2 separate regions of the Mustela erminea genome follow, and region 1 is linked to region 2. The links are chromatin contacts, called in public Hi-C maps. All regions are on one chromosome and are shown on one strand. Each heading gives the region's core, a stretch centred on a gene start, on an enhancer-like site or on the middle of the called end of the contact. The rest is flanking DNA. Distances are from core to core; before and after follow the strand shown. Region 1 holds the start of MTFR1L (mitochondrial fission regulator 1-like). Region 2 holds the start of PAFAH2 (platelet-activating factor acetylhydrolase 2, cytoplasmic).

Region 1 (4,475 bases), core at 1,507-4,006, 160 kb after region 2:
ACTCAATGGCCACCACACAAGCCCCACAAAAACCAGGTCCTTGCAGAGCCATGACCAACACCAAGGTTTCTCTGATGTTTCACAGGGAAGAAAAACAACCCAAGAGGCTGCCCTCCCCGAATCCAGACCCTTGAAGGTTCTGTCCCAGACCTGTGGCATGAGCTTGGCCAACTCTGGGATCTTCCGGATCCCTTGGGTTTCCTGAGGCATTACTTACAGAGATATAAACAGAACTTTCTCGGTAGTTTAAAAGCCAAACTGTAGGTACCGCTCAAACCCAGCATTCCTTCTTGAAGATAGGGTGTAAAAGCCCCAGCATGTGCCACGAAGCCTAGAACCGCTGAGTCTTGGCAAGGGGGAGAGGTAAAGTAGACAAAAGAAGAATAAACCACCAGCTCTTGTCAGTCTCCATCTACTGGGCTACAGGGAAGAGAGCTAACAATTTTTATCCTGTTTAGCCATCTACTGGTCTGGTAGCCCCATAACTTTTCTGAATGTTGGTTTTTCCATATGTAAAAAGAGTACAAGAGCAGCCATCCTAGATTACCTTAAAGATCAATCAGTGAAATAGGGTAAGATTTTAAAGCGCTTAATTAACTGTAACAACACAACACAGATGGATGGGATCACTCCTGATTGTATTCTTCGCAGCTGCTCTGACATGGTGAGCAGATGCAATCAATGAGCTCACTCCCTTGTTCATCAAACATAATAATACCTGCTCTGTGGCAGGCCCTGTGCTGGGCACTGCAAGGGCTAGAGAAGGGGTAAGACACATCCGTGCTCTCAAGGAACACACAATATGAAGAGCTATAAGACTTGAATACCCAAGTCTAACAAATGCTGAGTATCACTCCTAAGAAAGGTACACTGAGCAGGTGGCCAGGTGAATGCAGGCCCCTGGCCCCAAGGCCTCATGGTGAGTTCAGAGAGGGTAGGAAGGGATGAAAAACAGCAACAAAAGCACAGGTCCAGGACAGGACAGTGAGAGAGGCGTAAAGAATAGCACAGGTATACTGGGGGTCAAGTCATGAGGGCTGGGAATGCTCAGGGAAGTCACTGGGGAACAAAGGACAGGCTCTGAGCAGGGGATGGGCTGAAATCTCCCTTGCAGGATTTCTCTTTCACCTGTGGGAGAGGAGTAGTCACTCACATTATACAAATGCGGAAAGGAAGCTGGAGAGAGGAAGTGTCTTAAGGTTACTCAGTGGCCATGCCAGTAGAAAGCACTTCAAGTCTGATCCAGATTCTGCTGCCTTCTGCATGGGCTCACCTCCATGCAGTTCAAGCCTTTTATCAGAGTTCCTCTGTGTGCCAGGCTCTGTGTTAAATATCACCACCTTCCACGAGTTTCACACAACAGTGCTTCCCCGTGTTTCTCACTCTAGACACTACAACCACTTCCTCTCCAAACTTACCTCCAAAGACTCAGGCCTAACGCAACAGCCAGAGGGATCTTTCTAGGACACATTGCTCCTATGTTTAACCCCACTCCCCACCCCGCCCCACTAGAGCCAACATCTAGACGGGATGGCCTGCAGGGTCCTCCACAATCAGGCCCAACCTAACTAGACCAAACTCCAAGGCCTACAACTGGGCCCCTATACACTTGACAGCCACACCTCCCATGTTCCCCTTGCCCTGCAGCCATGCTGACCACCTCTCAGCGCCTCTCCACAGATCCAATCTGCCAGAAACACCAGCATCTTCTTCACCAAGCTCATTCTTCAGAGCTCAAGCATCACCTCCCCTCCCCCAGCACCCCACGTTTCCTTCCCAGTTCTCTCACAGTAGTAATTAGAGCCCGCGTAATCAGCTGTCTGTCGCAGGGCAGGAGCTTCCCCAGGCACAGCACAGTGCCTGCCTAGTCCCCAGTGAGCACGTCAACGTTAGCTCACGAACGAAGGAGAACTCTGGCTTAGCCTTCACCTCCCTCCCCGCCCCAAGTGTCATCCGCTAGAAGACTTCCCCCAGTTCGCTGGCAACGCAGGTTGGTTCTCAGCACCCCTACGTTCCCACGACCCCTTTCCAGGCCGCTGTCATGGCCTGTTCACACACGCTCTCCCGCATTAGACTTGGGGCTCCCCCGGGGCAGGGTTTGCTCTCATCACCCCGGCACCAAGCACACCACCGAGGTCGCCGCACTCGGTAGAACCTGGCGAGGGACAGTCCGCGTGAGCCCCAAGCGGCTGCACGGGGGGAACCGCTGCAGGGACCTTGCCCGGGACCCGCCTCCCCTCCCCCGTAACGGTCCGACCCCAAAGGGCCAAGGTCGGCTAAGTTCTCGCCGCCGGCCCTGGTGGCCCTCGGACCCACGGGCCCGGGTCCAGGTCCCGAAGAAGCGAGGAGGCCGAAGTGGTCTGGCTGGCCGAGGAGCGCAGGCGAAACGACAAACTTCTGCTGTAGCACAGCCACCGAAGCTGGGTGACTCGGGCGAGCAACTACCCCCAGGGGAGAGTCCTCCCACCCTCAGCCGAGCGAGGCGGACAACACGGGCTCCCGCGAGAACTGGCGCGGGAAGAGGAGCCGCGGACTCCACACAGCCCCTGGCACTAGGCCGCGTCGACAGTCGGGCTGGGAGACCGCGCTCCCGCCTCCGGAGCGGCACTCGGACATAGTCTCACCTCAGACTCCGGCTCCGGGACTCACTCACCTCACGGCCCCTCCTACCTCAGCGGGCCGCCCAGCCTCAGCCGCCCTCACTTCCGCTGACCCGCCCCCGGAAGCGATCCATCGCGCCTGCGCACCGAGCGGCGAGCCCCGCGCGCCCTCGGACGGCGGACAGCGGCTTCGGCGGGGGCGGGGCGGGGCTGCGGGCGGCCTCACGCGGGAATCCCGAGGAAGGGGACACGCCCACCCCCAAGACCACGCCTGCACTGGCTCAGGCCTTGGGAAAAGTTGACGGCGCTTGGAGATCCCCGCGGCCTAATTGGCCGCTTCCGCCACTGGTCTCCGCCTCCTTGCTCTTCTTCTAGGGTAGTCCTGATCCGACCTCTAGCGGCGGAGGCCTGGCTACATCTCTGCCCGGACCCCAAATTGTGTGGCGTCTGCTGTCCCTCCGCTTAGGCACACTTGAGAATCCTTCCTCTGGCGTTCCAGGCCCTCCGGACCTCCCTCTTGCCTCGCCTCATCTCGCCTGTCCGCTTTTCACACTTCTAGCTTCCCAGCCAAGATCCTCTACAGTCTTCTGTCCAACAAGAAGCCTCTCTCTCCTGTGACTACTGCCCTTTAGCTCTTCGCAGCTTGCTGGCTCTCTCGCTCGCTCGCGCTCTCTCTCTCTCTCTCTCTCTCTCTCTCTCTCACACACACACACACACACGGTAGATTCAGTGAGATAGTAGATCGATGGGTAAGACGCCAGAGGTACTGGGACAGAGACCCACATTCCTTCCAGGCTCACTCACCCACTCCATCTTCCCGCTTAGACAACAGCCCCCCACCCCCACCCCGTCCTGGTCCTAATTCTGGTCTCCGTGGCTTCCAGGCCTGGGTCACGTGCTCTCCTCTGCCCTCTGCATACAGCTGTGCCTGGCTCCCCGGCTGCAGTTCTTGGGTCTCAAAGCCTGCAATCCCAGCTGCCGGCGGACAGGCTGGCTTCACAGCGGGGACAGGGTCGGGCAGTCCACACAGGACCTCTTGCTCAGAACTCCGCACTTGCTTTAACACTCTGCTGTTGCCCTCTTTAATGTGTGTGTGTCTAAATTAACAAGGGGCCCTGCAGTTTTCAGTTTGCACTAGATCCTGCAAATTACATAGCTGTCCTAGCCAGGGACCTCAGGGGTCCACCCTGATCCTTACCATATTTCAAATGACGAGGGCTGACTTCCAGGTCCAGCCTTCTTTCCAGGATGGCAAATTGTTGTTTAATCATTGATTCTCCTCAGTTGCAGGAACATGTGACTCTTGATCTCAAGGCGGATCTTGCAGATCACCCTTTCCTGAGGGTGCTAGATGCTGCCTTGGTGATCCATTCAGATCACCTCTACCCTCCCAGCGAACCCACCTTCCGGCTGCTGTGCGGGCTTCACACAGCTGCCCCCTTCGCTGGAAAATTGCACTTACAACAGGGAGCCCATAGGCCCTAACCTGGGAATTTACTCCACCTCCCAAGTCAATGACTGACTGACACAGAGTACCAAAGACAGGTTGTACTCTGTGGTGAGGCTTATATTCCAGAACCCTTCCCCCGTGATCATGCCCAGGCTAGGATTTGAGACTCTATTCCTGTTTAGCATCTTTCCTTCCCCCATTCTTCATTACTCCTTTCTTTTAATTTAAAAAAAAAAAAAATTTAAGGCTTTTTAAAAAGAGATTTTATTTTTTTTAAGTAAGTTTTATACCCAACATGGGTCTTGAACTCACAACCTTGAGATCAAGAGTCACATGCTCCTGCAACTGAGCCAGCTAGGCTCCCCTTTTTCATCTCTTCTTATACAGGTTTTTTTCCTGAAGCGTACTCCCTTTAAAAAAAATAA
Region 2 (4,610 bases), core at 313-2,812:
GAGGACATCCCTGTCAGAGTGAGCAACACTTCTGGGGAAGTAGTGGGGGGCCAGGTTGAGGAGGACCTCCAATGCCAAGCCGAGGCACGGAAACTGAAGGGATCCCATGAGAGAAAAAGCTGTTTTTTGTTTTTGTTTTTCTTCCTTTGTTCCTTTTTGGGCTTCTATTCTTGCTAGACCTGCACCCTTGCCCTACACATGCCTTATTGTATGTATGTCCTCCTTGTAAGGGACATACATACTTTGTCCCTTGTAAGGGACAAAGAGTTAATGATATATTTGGAGCCTTCCAGCACAATAGATAATATCTAAGGAACTACTAGGCAGAGCCATCTTGTGCATATTCCAAATCCCTGGTGCTAGAAATCTCAACACCAAGACCCCTAACTCTGAGGAGTGCGTGACCTGGGACCTTGTCCTTGTTTTGACCAGTTCCTGGATGCCTGAGAGGACACGTGCATGGTACCATGATTGTCTGCAAATCCCCCAGACCCCAAGCAAAGATGAGACTCACGCTCTCTTCCTTTCTGAGTCTCCCAGACGCTTTGCCTGTATCTGCTGTTTCTATAACCTCAACAAACCTCGTTTGTTGTTGAAATTGGGACCTCGTTCGGTAGGTAGTTGGAAGGTGTTGACAGTTTTTAAATCGCTTGAATGATCCAAATGTCTTACAGAAGTTTATAAGACTCGAGGACGTGACTCTATCTACCTCCCCAGGTGTCTCTCCACTCCCTCCCTCCACTCCTGTGCTCCATCCCGCCTGAATCTAAGGCATTCTTCACAATCCCCTTCCTGGCTAAGTCTAAATCCCTCAATTCTCAGTTTTAGCGTCTTTCTAAGATCTCTAAGAAGCCTTCTGTCACTGTTCCATTTTCCCGAAGCCTGCGCAGGTGCCTCCTTTCAGGGTTCCCACAACCCCTCTGTTTCCCCTATTAGAGCACGTATCGCTGGTGGTGTACTTCTTCATCTGTCGGGATCCTCCGCTAGATTGTGATTTCATTTGAAGCTAGGGACAGTATCTTGTTCACCACCGTGTCCCTAAGAACCAGCACAGGGGCTGCAAAGGGATGTCGGCTGAAGGGGCTAGGCTGGAGGGGGTGGGGCAGTGATCCCTCCGGGTCCTTCCTGTTTTCTGTCGGTGAGTTTCTGAAGGACAATGGAAAATCCCAAGTGTCAACAAGTATCGGTTGGTAGAAAATATGCGCTTAACTTGAATGATCAGTTTCATATTCTCACAGAGTGCAAAGTACGGGTAAATCAAAAAAAGGGCCATAACTCCCCAAAAAGCCCGCACTCCCTGAGAAAAGACGAAGCCACGGGTATTAGTAGGCACGCCCAGGAATTATTTGAGAAATGGTGAGGCGGAGGGTTACTAACCGGAACTATAAGCGGTAACCCTCCGCTCGAGTCTTGTAATCGTGGAGGCGACGTCTCAGACCGCCAGGGGGAGGAATCGCGCCGTACCCCGAGACTTGGGCGGTATCATTCAACAATGAGGGGACGCGTGGAACTCTGGGGATTGTAGTTTTAAGGGTCGCAATGCGCAGTCCTGCGCGATGCACCTCGGAAGTTGTAGTTCTATGCGGAGAGGAGGGGAGTGCTTTTAAGGGCCAATGATGAGTTCTGAAAACTACACCTACCCAAGGGCCACGGGGTTCGGAGTAGTTTCTGGTTTCGGTGGAGTTGACCTTCTTGGTTACTTCTGAGGGGTCAACTTGGCTGGGTAAGTTGGCTTGGAGAAAGCTCTTGTTCTGAGCTGAGCTATCAACCGGTTTTTCATTCTCCAGCCGGGTTTGGGGGCTGCTTGTCTCAATCCCAGTAACTCTGAGATTAATCCTTCATTCTTTCCTGTTTCCTCTTCAGACACTTCCAGTATCTACCCTCACCCTTAATGCTCCCACTATCATCTCGCGCCTCCCGGCGCCCCTGGAATCCCACCCTGAGCTCTGGTGGTAGGACCCAGCCCCCCCACAGCCCCACCCGCAGCACACAACGTGACGTCCCCGAAACCTGGGCGTCTTTATGCCCCACGCCTCCTGTGTGCTTCTCTCTTCCCTTCACTTACCGCTGTTTCATGCTCGTGGAAGAAAAGTCGCCATTCCCTCTTGTCACTGTGGAAGAGCCCTGGACTCGGCAGACCCAGGATCTGCCCGTCCTCCCGCAGCTCACTCGCTTTGTGACCTTGGATCTTGGGCAAATCAAGCAATCTCCCCGGGACTCCCGCTCTTCGTTTACAAAATGGAAATGGCAATTGCTCTGTCAGTCTTAGGGTGAGGCTCTTCGGTGGAGCCAATAAGCTAATATGTGTGAAAGGGCTTTTTAAACTGTAACGCTTCCACAAGCCAGAGAGGTTATTTTTATTAGAATTATTAATGCTCTGGAACACTCTTATCTTGGTGTGTGGGTTTTTTTTTTTTTAAGATTTTATTTATTTATTTGACAGACAGAGATCACAGGTAGGCAGAGAGGCAGGCAGAGAGAGAGAGAGGAAGGGAAGCGGGCTCCCCGCTGAGCAGAGAGCCCCATGCTGGGCTGGATCCCAGGACCCTGGGATCATGACCTAAGCCAAAGGCAGAGGCTTTAACCCACTGAGCCCAGGCGTCCCTTTATCTTGGGTTCTTTTCTCTCTCTTCCCCCTTGTTGCTCAAGCTAACCCCTTGAATGCTTGGTGTCTCCATTCTCTAAGAGTAGGATATTTCCTCACTTCCTCCAGAGACCAAAGGTCAGATGAGCTTTAAGTCTCCAGAGAGCTTTGTCTGAAAGGAAGCCCCAGAACTGCTTCTCTTGGACTCTGTCCTGAAATAGCCAGTGATGAAAAGTCCACACAGCTGGCAAAAGGGTGGCTGGTTTCTGCTCACTGGAAACAGGATCCCAGCAGGAGATGGGACAGCTGCATTGTAGGAACCATCCATCTCCTGGGCTCTTGTGGGCCTTTTTAGTACACTCTGATTTTTGCTGGGGTGTTTCAGACTCAAGAAGGCTGGGAGAAAGGTTCCACTTTGCCAAAGGTTTTAATACAGAAAAGATGAAAGAGACCTTGACCCCTTGGCCAGGTATGATGAAATAGCATTGTTAATTAATTTTTAACATTTTGTGAGCACTTAAAATGTACCAAGCCTTAGGCAATATAGCACTTTTCTTATTTATGTATTTTTTCAAATTTGTATATATTTTCTCAATTTTTTTATTTAAATTTAACTTTTGAAGTGGCTTCATTTTACTTATAAAGAACTTGGGCTTAGAGAGGTCATGCTGTAGTAATTACTGTAGTTAGAGTTATTATCTCTGGTTATAGTGCCTTCTACATGTCAGGTGTTTTATATTCATTATTTAATCATCGACAACCTCATGGGTGCTGTTATTTCTGCCGTATAGGATAAATTCTCAGAGGCTCAGAATTTAAGGATCTTGCTCAAGATCACAGCCATTTAAGAACTGGAATTCGGACTGTCACCAAAGCCTTTCTTTTTACACTATGCCATATAGCCTTATTTTTGGATTAAAAAAAAAAAAAGAATTGAGTGGTTTTAAATCAAAGCCAAGTAAAGGAGCATTTAGTGGGTCCTTACTACATAAGGAAAACATTAGGGTAGATGGTTCGGCCTACAAAGAAGTATAAAATACAGCCTTTGTATAGTATGTATATCCAAAGAAGTGAGGCATAAGTTGTGTAAAAATTAAATCAGATTCATTGGATAAGTTAATTATTGAGACCAGTTTTATGCAAGGCACTACATTAAGCCTTGTGATTGGCAGGAACATGGTTCTAGGTAGCCACAGGGATTGAACCCAGTGAAATCCATGGTCATTTCATTACCATAAAATGGTGGGCTAGAACATCGTATACTCTCAGCAGGTGTTTGTTGCGTGGGTGCATCTCTGAATAAAAAGTCCTTTGTGTCATCTGGGCCAGAGGTTCTCAAACCTTGCTGATGAGAAACATGGGAAGCTTTTAAAAATTGACCTCTGGGGGCACCTGGGTGGCTCAGTGAATAAGCGTCTGCCTTCGACTCAGGTCATGATCCCAGGGTTCTGGGATCGAGCCCCACATTAGGCTCCTTGCTCAGCGGGGAGCCTGCTTCTCCCTCTCCCACTCAGCCTGCTTGTATTCCCTCTCTCACTGTCTCTCTCTCTCTGTGTCAAATAAATAAATAAAATCTTTAAAAAAAACTGACCTCTGGGAATGAGGACCCTAAAATCTGTATCTTTGAAAGTTTCCCAGGTGACTGTGACAGTAGACTCAGGAACTTCTGCTTGGGCCACTTGTAGGCAAGTTACTGATAGAAAACTGCTAGAATAGGTAATTACCCAAGAGCTATCCTAAGGCGGCCCGTGATTGGTTAGCAGGTGAGGGATGCGGACAATGCTTAGAGTGGAGAGGAGGGCAGGTGAAAGGACTTGTTAAAGCACAGAGAACCAGAGATTTCTGTGGGCCCTCATGGATGGGGCAGGCTTGCATGGGTGGAGAGGCTTCTAGATGGGCACCATCATGAATTGTGTGGATGAGCTGAGCAAAAGAAGGTAGGCACACCTGGGCCGATTTCCTTGGAAAATTACATGACATTTATTAGAAAGGACTCTGAATACTGTGGGTGGGTGTCTCTTGGGCA

The links. A called contact is a pair of places that touch in the nucleus more often than the background predicts.
Region 1: a Hi-C map of spleen shows a contact between it and region 2, with 7 times the contacts expected there. The contact joins the promoter of MTFR1L here to the promoter of PAFAH2 in region 2. A contact is called at or near these places in 3 of 3 Hi-C or Micro-C datasets (fibroblasts, skeletal muscle and spleen).

The regions. Positions count from the first base shown.
Region 1 is chr10:90,943,208-90,947,682 of mMusErm1.Pri, forward strand. MTFR1L (mitochondrial fission regulator 1-like) reads right to left here and starts at 2,757. Exons shown (of 7, transcript XM_032301832.1): 1 at 2,654-2,757.
Region 2 is chr10:90,779,685-90,784,294 of mMusErm1.Pri, forward strand. PAFAH2 (platelet-activating factor acetylhydrolase 2, cytoplasmic) reads left to right here and starts at 1,563. Exons shown (of 11, transcript XM_032301912.1): 1 at 1,563-1,723.